5 separate regions of the Mus musculus genome follow, and regions 2, 3, 4 and 5 are each linked to region 1. A link is a contact called in public HiChIP or PLAC-seq and promoter capture Hi-C data. All regions are on one chromosome and are shown on one strand. Each heading gives the region's core, a stretch centred on a gene start, on an enhancer-like site or on the middle of the called end of the contact. The rest is flanking DNA. Distances are from core to core; before and after follow the strand shown. Region 1 holds the start of Skil (SKI-like). Region 2 holds the start of Dnajc19 (DnaJ heat shock protein family (Hsp40) member C19). Region 3 holds the start of Slc2a2 (solute carrier family 2 (facilitated glucose transporter), member 2). Region 4 holds the start of Eif5a2 (eukaryotic translation initiation factor 5A2). Region 5 holds the start of Rpl22l1 (ribosomal protein L22 like 1).

Evidence for each region. Promoter capture Hi-C pulls out the DNA fragments that hold promoters and counts their contacts. HiChIP or PLAC-seq counts read pairs in DNA pulled down with a chosen protein or histone mark.
Region 2: a contact with region 1 is called in a promoter capture Hi-C map of pre-B cells. The contact joins the promoter of Dnajc19 here to the promoter of Skil in region 1. A contact is called at or near these places in 3 of 39 promoter capture datasets (the 3T3-L1 cell line, liver and pre-B cells) and 1 of 9 other capture datasets (liver).
Region 3: a contact with region 1 is called in a promoter capture Hi-C map of liver, with 2.6 times the contacts expected there. The contact joins the promoter of Slc2a2 here to the promoter of Skil in region 1. A contact is called at or near these places in 2 of 39 promoter capture datasets (both in liver).
Region 4: a contact with region 1 is called in a promoter capture Hi-C map of pre-B cells, with 2.1 times the contacts expected there. The contact joins the promoter of Eif5a2 here to the promoter of Skil in region 1.
Region 5: a contact with region 1 is called in an H3K27ac HiChIP or PLAC-seq map of thymic regulatory T cells, with 14 times the contacts expected there. The contact joins the promoter of Rpl22l1 here to the promoter of Skil in region 1. A contact is called at or near these places in 7 of 39 promoter capture datasets (the 3T3-L1 cell line, 3T3-L1-derived adipocytes, hippocampal neurons and 2 more), 2 of 115 datasets of contacts at active chromatin or transcription factors (astrocytes and thymic regulatory T cells) and 2 of 9 other capture datasets (adipose tissue and liver).

The regions. Positions count from the first base shown.
Region 1 is chr3:31,093,749-31,096,330 of GRCm38.p6, forward strand. Skil (SKI-like) reads left to right here and starts at 1,310. Exons shown (of 7, transcript NM_001039090.2): 1 at 1,310-1,409.
Region 2 is chr3:34,080,048-34,082,629 of GRCm38.p6, forward strand. It overlaps Dnajc19 (DnaJ heat shock protein family (Hsp40) member C19), which reads right to left and starts at 1,307. Exons shown (of 6, transcript NM_026332.4): 1 at 1,139-1,307; 2 at 184-235; 3 at 37-110. The coding sequence starts at 1,141.
Region 3 is chr3:28,696,624-28,699,205 of GRCm38.p6, forward strand. It overlaps Slc2a2 (solute carrier family 2 (facilitated glucose transporter), member 2), which reads left to right and starts at 1,280. Exons shown (of 11, transcript NM_031197.2): 1 at 1,280-1,408. The coding sequence starts at 1,394.
Region 4 is chr3:28,780,004-28,782,585 of GRCm38.p6, forward strand. It overlaps Eif5a2 (eukaryotic translation initiation factor 5A2), which reads left to right and starts at 1,274. Exons shown (of 5, transcript NM_177586.6): 1 at 1,274-1,410; 2 at 2,013-2,213. The coding sequence starts at 2,049. 1700112D23Rik (RIKEN cDNA 1700112D23 gene) reads right to left here and starts at 1,119. Exons shown (of 3, transcript NR_166152.1): 1 at 968-1,119.
Region 5 is chr3:28,804,231-28,806,812 of GRCm38.p6, forward strand. It overlaps Rpl22l1 (ribosomal protein L22 like 1), which reads left to right and starts at 1,278. Exons shown (of 4, transcript NM_001347226.2): 1 at 1,278-1,313; 2 at 2,273-2,362; 3 at 2,507-2,582. The coding sequence starts at 1,305. Gm32950 (predicted gene, 32950) reads right to left here and starts at 1,121. Exons shown (of 3, transcript NR_166194.1): 1 at 1,032-1,121.

The sequences.
Region 1 (2,582 bases), core at 60-2,559:
GCGCAGTGCTACTCGCTGCGCTATTTCAGTTCCTGATCCTGCGGTGGGGTGGAGAAAAGGGGATTTCTTGGTGTTTCGAAATATGACGGGCTAGCTTCACAGAGTTGAATATTCGAGCTATCCTGGATACGTTGGCTAGGAAGTCCCCTCACCCACCCCCGCCGGCGGTTCGAGGTGGCAGCCGAAAGTGGTTATCTTCCTCCACCTCTTACCGTCTCTGGAAAAATTAAAAAGAAAGAAAGAAAGAAAAAAACACACCCGAAAACACCAACCAAAGTGCTTAGTGAATCAGAATGGGTCACTTATGGAGGCTAAGAGCAGCTGGGGCAGCAAGATCTGTCCCCGCGGTGCGCAAACCGCGGACTCTGGGGCGATGGCGGCCGGGTCAGGCCACCCCAGAGCGGCCAGGCGGGGCTGCTCACCGGCAGCTGGCAGGGCGGCCGCGGCGGGAGGCCCCACGGGGGCGAGAGGCCCCGCGACGTCGGCACTGGGCGGGGGGAGGGTGGCAACACTGGGAGCGGGGAGCACGGGGGCAGGTGGTGGCGCTGCGGGGGGGGGGGCGGTGGCAGCGCGGGGGCGTCTGCGCGGCGGGCTCAGCCCGGGGGTCGCGGCGGGGAGCCACCCGCAGGCCACCTCCGGGGCGGGGCCGGGCGGCCAGCTGCGGCCGCGGGGGTTGAGGGGGGCTGCTGGCCGAGCCTGACCTCGGGCGCGGCCAGCTGCCGGGGTCGCGCACAGTGCAGCCCGCCGCGCCCTGCCCCCTCTCCCCCTTCTCACCCCCCCCGCCTCGCAGCGCGGCGGCCCGGCGGCCAGGGCGCCCCCAGGTCTGGCCCGTCGCCACACGGCGGCGGGCGTGGCGAGGGCGGCCCCAGACAGCCGGCTGAGCGACTCGAGGAAGGAAGGAGGGCGGCGGGGGTGGGGCCGAGGGAACATCCTGTCTGAGCCGGGCACCGCAGACAGCGCCGTGCGCCAGCCGCCCAGACGGCGCGCCGGGCCAGCAGCGCGGGGTACGCGCGAGGGGGGCGGGGGAGCGGGAGCACGCGCGTGCGCGGCCGAGGCGCCAGGCGCGCGCCCCGGTCGGGGCTGGGGACGCGCGCGCAGCCTGCAGTGTGCAGCCCGCCGGGAGCCACAATAGGCCAGACGGCGCGCGCGCCCGAGGGGCTGGCTGGCGCGGGGCCGCGCGGCGCCGCTGGCTTCGTTCCCTCCCCTCCCCCGCCCGCCGCCCTCGCTGTCCCCCGGGCGGCCGGAGACGGCGGCGGCGTCTGCGGGAAGCCGTGTCTCCGCAGTGACGTGGGCGGGCCGCGGGCCGGGTGACGTCAGAGGCTGTGTGTAGCGATGTGTGTGGGGTTCGGAGCGGCGCCGGCACAGCGAAGGCGGCTGGCGAGCGACGGCGACGGCGACGGCGGGCACAGGTGCGGCCGCAGGTCGCGAGGGGACGCGAGGGGCGTGCGGCCTCTGGGGGCGCTGAGGCGGCGGCGGCGGGGGTGATGGGGAGGGCACAGAGCCCGGGGGTCTGCCCGGGCGCGGAGGGCCTGAGTGGGGCGTCCGGGATGCGTGGGGGTCCCGGGCGGGGTCGCGGGCACAGGGCGCGCGGCGGGGGTCCCACGGGTGTACAGGCCTCGCGGATTCTGGGACGGGTCAGCTGGGAGGGGATGGCGGTGCACTTGACCCGAGCCGCCGGGACCCAGGAGACCTGGACCCTGGTCATCGCCGCCATCCCCCGGCCGTCTGCGCTCGGCGGGGATGCCCCGGGCTGGCCCCAGCTCTAAGCGTCCGGCGACGCGGGCTTCCGGGCTTGGCGCCTAACCTGCCCGCGCCCCTGTGGGTGCCACGGCTCAGGGTGGGTCAAGTGGGGGGAGGCGCAGCCCTGGGGCGCCTAGGTAACCCTAGAGAACTTCCCGCGGGCCGGGGGCGTGGGGTATTTCCACCGGCGGCCCCCGCAGTGGGGCGATGTGGGGAGGGCACTTAGGGTGATCCCAGTCACAGAGGTGGGGGTTGGGAGGACTCCTACTTCCTCTGCCCCCTCTCACCTCACCAGACGCCGGGAGTCCCCTGCTTCCCTGTCCTTTGGGTTGATGATGAGTGGGTGTCTCTGCGTGTGCGCAGGGCTGTGGGGGCGCCCCTGGTCTAGGTCATGCCTTCTGCCCTTTTCCTTGGCTCGCCTTGGCTGAGGTGTCCCTGTAGTGGCGAAAGTCACAGTACGGTGGCTAGGTGGCTTTCGTCCATAATTCTCTGGGTTTGTGTTAACATAAATTGCTGGGAGTTTAGAAGCAAAGCTTTTTATTTGTCGGCTTTTACTGGGTTTTCTCCAGGGAGGGAAGTGGATGAATACTCTTTTTCGCCACTCTGCCTCCATTTGCATTCTTTGTGAGGTCTGTCTGCCTTGTGCTTTTTGTCCCGGATTAGTCTTGCTCATGGATGGAGATTTCCAGGCGTGGAGTCTTACAGCTTTTGGCTTCCATTAGGCAAATTCGCTAACCTTTTAAAGGGAAAGTTTTTTTTTCTTCTTCATTCCAAAAAGATAGTATGTATGAATGTACTTGAAGTTTAGTTGCATATGGTAGGTATATTAACATGTATCTTGG
Region 2 (2,582 bases), core at 57-2,556, 3.0 Mb after region 1:
ATACAGGCAAGTTAGTTAGCAAGAAGGTTCACTTACAGATTTTGGTAGGCTCTGAAAAACTTGTTTTACTTGAGGCTCCACATGCTTCATGGCTTGTAAAACATAACGGCCTAAAACCAAAAGCAACAGAATAAGCAAATCCATGCATAACCAGTCTGCTCCACCCCCAACCCACAGACAAACCTGCAAATCCTGCAGCAGCAATGGTCAACCCGACTGCTACCACTGTGCTGGCCTGTAATGGAGGAGAAGAGCAAGTCTTTACTACTCTTAATTGCTACCTATTCCGCAGCCAAACTCATTACGACCTTCATTTTGGTGAAAGGTGGGTTCTTTTTCCCTTTTGGGGCAGGATTAGGGATGGAACCTAGTGTGTGTCTCATGCTGGTAAGGTGCCTACAACTCCAGCCTTTCTCAAAGTTCCAACACTTTTATTCTGAGGTGGAGTCTTGCTAAAATTGTCCAGGCTGCCCACGAATTTGCGACTAGCTCTCTAAGCAACTGGGACTTTACAGAGTGCAGCACAGGGTCTGCTGGAAGAAACATTTTTTTTTCTAATAGAAATATGTCTTTAAAACTACTGCAGTTGGACGTGGTGCACATTGGCGGCTTGCATTTAGTCCCCGGACTTGGGAAACATTGGCAGGTGAATTTCTGTACGTTCTGGGACTTCCAGGACTACAAAGTGAAACCCTGTTTAAAAAAAAAAAATTAAACTACTGCAATTTTTATCCACAATTTATTGTCAGAGTATGGGATTTTCACCAAGAAGAAAAGGGTAAGTCATCTTTACCCACAACAGTAAGATGGTGATTTTTCAGCCATGGAAGAGAACTTTAACCCTTGGGCATTGGAACCCCTTTCTAGTTTAGACAAGACCGGTGAAAATAAGATTTCTGCTGGATTTGGAAACAGTGCTTGCAAAGGCTCCCTGATCCCATAAGGTATTTCCACCGTAAAGAGGGGAGGAGTGCGGAGATGGTAGTGGGGTAACAGCCCGACCTCCTAGGAGGCACAAACGTGTGCCTGCCTGCAAGCAGATAAGGGGTGTCAGCTGGAGCCACCGGAGGCCGGAGTAAAGGTCAGTCTCCGTATCCGCCCAGCGCCCCTTCGGAGCCCGTCAGCGCCGACCACTCACCATGACTCCACTCCGCGGCTCGGCACCGCGCGCTCATCCCAGCGCGAGCCCACCGCCACGGTACAGCTGTGGAGAACGACAGGGCCGAGCCAGCGATGCCGCCACTTCCACTAGCGCCGCGCAACACGGCAGCGGCGCCGTAAAGTGCGTCGGAACTGTCGCACAAAGTGCCGCACAAAGGGCCTCACCAACTCCGGTTGACGGAGAGGTCGGACTGGGGCGGGACTGGCCATGCCCTCTGCCCGGGATTCCTGACTTGCAAGTCCAATATCCGGCCCTAAAACAGGCTTTCCCGCTAAAACCTATCTCCCTAACTTTGCTTTATATAGGTTATTCCGCCCACCCCGTGGAAGTAGCGTTGTTTTTCACATGAGGCATTTATTTTGTCTTCTGTGCATCTTTTGCTACCCTGGGCTGTCGCCAGTAGATGTCAAGAAGCCACAAGGCTGATCTTCATGGCCTGCAGAGACATCTTTCTTCTTCTGGCTTGGAACGTAGTTAGATCTATAAACATCAGAAACGATATGGAAAATGATTTTTTCCAGTCTTTTTTTTTTTTCCATCTTCCTTCCTGATGTCTGCTTCAGGCTATGTAGATTTGTTCACTAAAAATACAGCTCCTGTTGTGTGTTCACCATGAATTTTTTCTCTCCTGTTTTAGCCTGACTTACTATTTGTGTAATTAAAAGAGCTTCTTGTACCTGTGTTGCTCACAGCATGTGGTTGTTTGGCCTAAGCATGGCAAATGCACTTGACTAGAAGGAAAGTGACTAGGAGCTGTCTTTTTGCATAAAGGCTGTAAGTTGTGAGAATATAAAAGCCATATGTGACCCCAAGGGAAGCTAGAAACTAAGGTAGCTGTTCTTTGTCAATGAATTCCTGTTAATCTTGCCAGTCTTCGCCTGCTACTTCCCCAAGCTTCTCCCCTTTGTTGTCAGAAGACCATTGTGTGAATGTATCATATTTTGCTTATCTTTCCGTTTCTCATGGGTTGTTTCTGTGGTGTAGCTGTGGGGAGTGTCATGTCTGTGGGCATGGATGTACAGAAACTAGGCAGAGACTTATTCCTTTCTCCTGGCTAGGTGGGCAGACATGAAATCCAGGCATGCTGTGAGGATTGGACTTTCACTTGTCGTGCTTTGAATCTGAGCTGTCTCTCAGAGGCTCATGCATGGATTCGTGTGTGTGTGTGTGTGTGTGTGTGTGTGTGTGTTTGTGTGTGTGTGTTAAGAACTCATGGCAGGGATGTGTTAGAGGTAGGGTATTGGGAAGGTAACTGGATCGAAAGGCTCTAAGAAGATGAGTGGATTGATCAGTTGGTTCTTGGCTTGGTGGATGGTGGGAGGTGATGGGGACGTAGCTGAATCATAGTTATGCGGAGCAGGTTCTTGTCTCTAGCTCCTCCCTTTCTTTGCTTCTTGGCCATCATTCATCTCTGCTGGTA
Region 3 (2,582 bases), core at 30-2,529, 2.4 Mb before region 1:
GCATGGCCTGACAGTGCCTATAATCCCTGCACTGGAGTGGATCCGTTGGCCTGTCAGCTTGCCCACACGTATGGCTTTCAGAGTCTCTGAGGTCCTGTCGCAAATAGAGACAGGATAATAGGGTAATAGAGGAAGACTCTCAATACTGATTCCTGGCCTTCACACAGAGGAGTACACATATAACACATATACAGAGAGACAGACAGAGAGAGAGAGACAGAGAATGAATGAATGGATGAATGAATGAATGAGAAGAGATGGGAAAACGTCAGACTAATTAAACCCAGTTTCCTTCCGACCTTCATGTTCCTGTCATTTGGCCACCGGTTCTTACATTTCCTCTGCTGTAAACTGGCTCCATCCAGATGGACTGTGTGGATGGCAGTGACCACAGCTGGCAGTCCCAGGGAAGCTACCCAAACTTTGGTATCTCCCCCAGTATTTTTGTATCAGATGCCACAGGGGATTCCTAGGAAGAAACAGGGTCAAGACACGTAAGCAGAATTCACTGGAAAGCCAAGGCTATAGCAAGCACACTACGGCTCCCAACCAGGCTCTCTATGTGTAGCCAAGGCTATCCTACAACTCTCATGTGATCCAGTGAGTCTCCAATGCACAGCCTCCCCAGTTAGAGCATTATAGATGTGCGCCACCGCATCTGGCTCCGCACTCTCATCTTGAGATACACTGACTTAATAATAACAGTAGAAAGCACATTGCCACTATCTACTGAGAACTTTTTCTGTGCCAAACATTTATCACGTTATTTCCCTTAATCCCCTCAACAAAACAAAATGAGTGTGCTATCTTCCCTATTTTATCAGGCCAAAAATCAAACAGTAGAAACCTAAGACACAGAAAAGTCACAGGGTTTGACTCGCTTAAGTTCATCCTCACTAAAATGCTGTGATTCCAACCCCAGTGCAGATCCCTCCACACCTCACACAGATAACCGATGCTGCCACACTCTGTGGCCACAGAGCCCACAGAACTAATTTTCTGCAGAACAAACTGCTCTGTGCCCTCCCAACTTTGTCTTCCCGACACCACTGCATGCCTCGGCTTCCACAAAAGACCCCACAGGCTGCCCCTCTCAGCTGTCCCTGTCCCATTTCTGCCACACTTATCAGGCTGAAAATGGGTCTGTCTCTGGTTTGTAACTTATACTTATGAGACCTGCTACTGTGCTCAAGCCACAAGTCATTGGGGTAAAGGGTGTATTGATTGGATTACCATCAATACTCAGCTTCTGTTAAAAAGGTCAGAACTACCTCTCTTTGCTCCTCCTCCTCCTACAATGTATAACCAGGTAGAGTGAGCACTCTGGCTGGTCAGCTATTCATCCACATTCAGTACAGGACCTGGATTAAGAGGACAATTCCACACACACACAATGTCAGAAGACAAGGTACAGCGACCTTGGGGTCCTTTGGCTTTGGTTTTGAGGAGGTTGGGAATCTATTTAAGGCAGTGAACTTATACGCTGGCACTGGATGCAGTTACCACAGGTCCAGGCTACCTCTTTGCTTGGTCAATTACTAATCCTTTTGGCTACTAAGCAAATTCCATGTTCTTATTCAGTAATCGGACTTTTCAGGATATTTGCTGTTTTGAATAGCTATTGTAAGAATGTACCTACCACCCCCACGATCTGGGGAAAGTTAACAGGACTCAAATCATGAAAGTGGATCTGGAATGTTCAAAAAATGTCCAGGAATGAAAGGTAGTTCTAGATTCAGAGACTGAGAACTGATTGTTGCAGGCGACCTTGGACCATGGGAAGAAGAAGAAATGATCGGATGAAGCACCATCTGGGGGACTATGACCTTGGGCTGACTCTTAGCTAATACTAGCATAGCCTGTGTTGTATTCATGGCTGTGACAGCATTGCAATCAGACAGGGATTTTTGCCTTTGTTCTTAAGGAGAGTACCAGTTGAAGTCGTTAGGAATGAGGTGACACAATTAACCTGCAGCTTAATTTTAAATGGTTCAGCCAAACCAATACGCGTTAAGAAACCAATGTGGTGAGTGTTAGGTAATTACTGGGGAGCAAAGTGAAGGCTGTGGGGTTTTCATTTTCCTGGTATTTCAATGTCTCTGTAGATAGAAGGCTTTTTCAAATAAAACCTTCAAAAGAATGTGTCATTCTTCTGCGCTTACAAGTTCTCCCCAACCCCTGCATACGGCAATGGTGTAGACGTTGATAAATCTTCACCCCTGTTAAGATTCTCGTACACTGACCTGGTGAGGCTGTGCGGAGTGCTCTTTTGTGAGGGACACCACGTATTGTGGAATCAGCCAGGCTCGGGGGTGGGTTCTAATGCTGTGTGTGCTGCTGAGACTCGGACTAGATCAATTGGCCTTTGTGTTTTCTACACTGTGCTAACATAAGGACTCCTGGTGTATGACACGGGCAATCTGGGCTTTCTTTTAGTGATCTGTGAATGAAGTGATCTCTTCGGAGCTCAGAGTCAGTAAAAGACAACATGAGGAAGGCTTAGAGGGCAAATGTTTAAATGTCAGTTATGTATTTGTACAATGCATATTTAAAGAATGACCGAGAAATAGAGATTCTGTGAG
Region 4 (2,582 bases), core at 24-2,523, 2.3 Mb before region 1:
TGTTAATAGTTGGGAAGGTCTGGCTGGGTGTAAGGTAGGGGTGAAAAAGAGGGCTGATGACCAAAAGGCACAGAAAATTTTGGAACGTGATAATATTCTACTATATCCTGACAATGGAGGTGATCGTACATCTGATTTCCTTTTTCAAGCCTCTTAAATCTTATTTCATATATATTCTAACATTAACCTTAGTTTAAACAAAAACTTTAGTAGTCAAGATTTAATAATAGAGATGAAACAGTACACTATGTAATTCTTACTTAAGTATTAGCAGGAGCAATAGTAACAACAACAATAGGGAAAAGCAGAGGGAACTCAGAAGCCAGGGGTCCTAATTCGGCTCTTTCTGTAACAAGAGGCAGAGTTTACTTTATGGAAGCCATGTGCTTATTGCTTCTAGACAACACAAATGAAATGTGTTCTGCATATACGTGTAAGTGACTATGAGACTAGATTTGTTTATAGGACAGCAATACCAAATCACTGAACAACATGAACTGGGTTGTGGGGTGGTCAGTTAATTACCTTGATTCTTTCCAAGGTGAGAGATGAAGCTATGATAAAACTGTGAAAGGAAAGCACACTTCTCGAGAATCTTTGTCTTTAATCATTTAACAACAAAAACAAAAACAAAACCTCAAACTCTAGGGCACACCGATGCCAGGAAGATCAAAGGTCACCGTAGAGTCTCGGGTACATGGGATTTCCCGCCCCTGAGAACACTGCTGACTTCACCAGCACCTCGTCATAGTGTCTGGAGTCCTCTGAGGATCTACAATGCAGAATCATGAAATAGCATACCACACCTAGCACTCTTCGAGCTCCAAGCACGGATTCCAGCCCCAAGGAGGGCTGCAAGCTGTACCAGAAGCTTGAATCAAAGTTCCACTCCACCAACACTCGGGACTCTTGCAAAATCAGCAGGACTTGAGAGTTTGAAGACCATTAAGTGACAGCATCCACGCACCTGCGTGCTAGGGCCCAGAGCAAGCTACCTGGTCCTAATAGTCGTCCCCAAGGTCAACTGGGCGCCGAACTGAAGATGAGGATGCATCTCGCCCGGGAACACTGCGAAGCTTCAAACAGTCGACTGCAGGCAGCTCTGCACGCCGGAAGTGCACTAATCCGCAGCACGTGGGGTTGCCAGGGCGAGCTTCACGTGACGGGGCGGGACCTCGGGAAGCTTCGAGCCAATGGGCGACCTGGAGGCGGGGCCTGTGGCGCGCCGGGGCCTATCCCGGAAGTGTGGTCGCGGCGGGGCGGGCCCGGGCTGGGCGGGCCGGGGCGGGGAGCCGGGTGTGGGAAGCGTGGCGGCCCCGCCCCGTCTCCTGGACCAGCCGCGGCCGCCAGCGCCGCCGCAGCCGCAGGGACCGGCGGACGCAGCAAAGGCGTGCGGTGCGGGGCCGGAAGGTGAAGACCTGGGGCCGGGTCGGCGGGGCGGCGGGGGATGCAGCCGGTGATGCTGGGGTCCGGGCGAGGGGAGGAGCCGAGATGCTTGGGAACTGGAGGGCGGCAAGCGCGGGACCGCCGGAGCTAGGGCCCTTTACCGCTGGGCCGAACCGGGATGCCAGGGCGGCGCCGCTGCGGGTCCTAGGCGCACTGAGGGCCAGGTGCAACCGGCCGGGTGCTCCTGTCCCAGTCTTCCCCGAACCTGCGGCCTGGCTGATACCTTGGCAGCGGGGATGGGACGGAGGGAGGCGCCGGGCCCCGCATCCCGGCGCAGGAAGGTCGTGGGCACTTCTTGCGGTGGGGTGGTGGGGACTGGACCTGCCGGCTGGGCGCTGGTGTCGCCTTCACTCTCCGGCGAGCTCTTCTGCGGCTCCTTTCCCCACCTCCCACCAAGGGCTGGAAAAGTTTTCAGAGGCCTGAATGGCAAAGTATACTCCACTCAGAGTGGGTGTTCTATAAATGCAAACATAACGGGCTAGTGATGCTCGGCTACCTGTCTTCAAAATGAGACATAACCCCGCCTGCATGCCGGTTATTAAAACGCAAACAAACTTTTCGCATAGTTCCCTCAGAAAAACCGCACATCTCCCCAGTCCACCATGGCAGACGAAATTGATTTCACTACTGGAGATGCAGGGGCTTCCAGCACTTATCCTATGCAGTGCTCAGCCCTGCGCAAAAACGGCTTCGTCGTGCTCAAAGGGCGACCATGCAAAATCGTGGAGATGTCAACTTCCAAGACTGGGAAGCATGGTCATGCCAAGGTAGGCCCTTCCAAGTCATTTTTTGGCTTCACCGTTAAGATCATTCGTGTTCCATTCTACATCGTGAGGTTTCTATATTGAAAAATAACTTTTTTTCCTTCCCCTCAGTCTCTTGAATGGTCAGACATTACTCTCAGTAAAGCTCTCCATTTAATCGGACCCTTAGAATGTTTCATTAACTGGAAACTAAAACTTTTTTAAATCCGTGTTTAGTAGAAACAAGCCTGTTCTTCTAATTCTAAGAGACTTGGTTTTCACTTTCTGTGGACTCTTGTTAATTGACTTGCTGACGTGTGTGGTGTGTTGAGTTTTGATGCCATGAAACTGTTCGGGTTTTGGGTACTTACTGAATCTCGTTCTGTGTCACTG
Region 5 (2,582 bases), core at 28-2,527, 2.3 Mb before region 1:
ATCCCACTTTGGGTCTGTAGCTGGACCTTCTTTTCCTCAGGCTCCTCTCCATTTCCATCCAGGTAATTCTTTCAGACAGGAACAATTATGGGTCAGAGGTGTGACTGTGGGATGGCAACCCCATCCCTCACTTGTTGTCCTGTATTCCTGCTGGAGGTGGGCTCTAAAAGTTCCTCTCCCTACTGTAGGGTGTTTCATCTAAGGTTCCTCCCTTTGAGTCCTGGGAGTCTCTCATCTCCTTTAAATAATTGGCTTAAGTGGTTATTGTTATGACACAGAAAGTTGCCAAAGATAAGCAAAACAAAAATTTTAAATGTCAATTAATGGCCTATTTTCAAAATATCTAATGATCATTTTGATCTGCAGAACAGGAAGCCCTTTAGGAAGAAATGTCAACCCTGGCCCCTGCCTGAACATTTGGAACGAAAAGTTTTTGTGATTCTTAAGGCAAAAAGATTTTAAAATTTAATGAAATTGATTTCTTCTAAAACCTCAGCACCACTAGCACCATACCCTACACTGTATTAACGCCTATTACCGATCGCTTGGATAGAACACAACTCTTACATTCTAGGGCCTTTTCCAAATCAACAACTAAAGTCCATCCCATCTCCTGTCCCTAAATACTAGAGTTTCACACTAACAGAAACGTATACTACTGAACACCAACAGCCTCACCACTTTTCTGACCTGGCGTCAATTACAACCGCTCAAAATTCAAATGCTTTTTTACTTTCTGTCATCAAGGTACGTCCATCCTAGTGTACTTTGTAAACATTGATAGTTAGGTTTCAGCAGATTGTGAGTCAGTAAGTAGAAAGTACAATAAATTATGCCTATCCAATAAACCCAAAGTGTACTCAACTTGTTCTTCTCAGAAGGACATCCTCTACCTTAAAAGCTAGGCAAAGCATAGAACTTTTTCTCTGGAGGACTATAATCGCAACATAATAGAGACGATCATAAAGCAACATTGAGAGTCTGCCTTGCCCTGAATTATAACAGATAACTCCTGCATCCCTTGAACTTACTCCACTCTGGTTTGTAAGTTTGCAAAGTCCACAGCCAGAGCAGAGAATCAGTCGGCTCCGGCTTCCCACTCGAAGACGCAGGCGGAAACCAAACGCCAGGGCATCCCCGCCCCCCAACGCCACGCCTCCGTTTCCTAGGTGACTGCCAAGCACTCCGTGCATATCCGGTTCCGAGTTGCGTATTTCGCACGCTCTGCGTATGACGCAGCACGTTTTTATATAAAAGCGTGCGTGCGGCGCAAGCCCGTTCTCTTCCCACGGCTGCAGCTCAACATGGCGCCGGTGAGTGCGCGCGCGTGTGCGGGGCTCGGGTATTACAGGTAGCTATTGCGTCTAGCGAGCGGGAGCGCCGCAGGAGAGAAGGCGGTGGGAAGAGAGTCGGCCTGGCGGCTCGACTGGGACGATAGAATCCGGGTTGCGGAGCCGTCCGTGAGTGCCGTGCGGCCTGCGCGGCGGGAGCCGGGCCCGCGACTAGCTTAGTATCGGCGGGCGCGGTCGGTCTCTGGGCCTCTGGGTTTCTCCATGGCCTGTGGTCACCCTGTCAACGGAAGAGAGCCTAAGTGGCCAGGTCCGCGGTTGCAATGACGTTAGCAGTTTGAAGAGCGTGGTTTAAACATTTGGAAAGTCACTATAACCAAAATTGTTAAAAATAAGGTTGCTGAGTAAGGATTCAAAACTGAGTGACGTCTGATGGCCCCATCGGGACTGCCTGTTCACTGCACGGCAGTGAGCGAGTCCACCCCGTCATTCACTCAAATGCCAGTTCCGGGTTTGCGATAATTGGAGGGTGGTGAAGGTATTATTAATTGGTAGCCATTTAGGTGACTCTGTTTGGACCAATTACAATAAAGCATAAAGAGACCCATTACCCTAAAAATGGTGTTTTAAGTTCAGATAAAACTTGAAAAGCACCCAGGTGGGTGTTTTAATTTGAAATTGGAAATAACATCAGTTACAGTAGGAAGCAGTTCTTCATAATCAAGCAAGATTTCTCTACTAAAATAAGCTTACACTTGGAAGGTACTTAACTGGAAATGATGACGTTTCATGGGAATTGAAACATTGGTTTAAACCAAGCTAATGAGTAACCTTTACATAGAGCACAGGCTCCTTCAGGTGTTGGTCAAGTCTGTGTATAACCCATTATACCAGATGTATGCTGAGTTGGTAATTTTTTTCTTGGGAATTCAGTGTCTAAGCTGAATAAACTGCTTTAATGGCATCATAATTATGTCTAGCAGAAAGACAAGAAGCCTAAGAAGTCCACCTGGAGGTTTCATTTGGACCTTACTCATCCAGTAGAAGATGGAATTTTTGACTCTGGAAATTTTGTAAGTGTCTTACTGTGATTGCATAGTTGTTGGCATTTAAATGTAGTACTTGATATTAACCTAAGCTGTGCTCCTAGGGTACCTTCCCTAGTGACCATCTAGGGTTTCCTTCCCTAGTTTTGCATTCTTTCTGTTTGAAAATAGGAACAGTTTCTACGGGAGAAGGTTAAAGTCAATGGAAAAACTGGAAATCTTGGCAATGTTGTTCACATTGAACGCC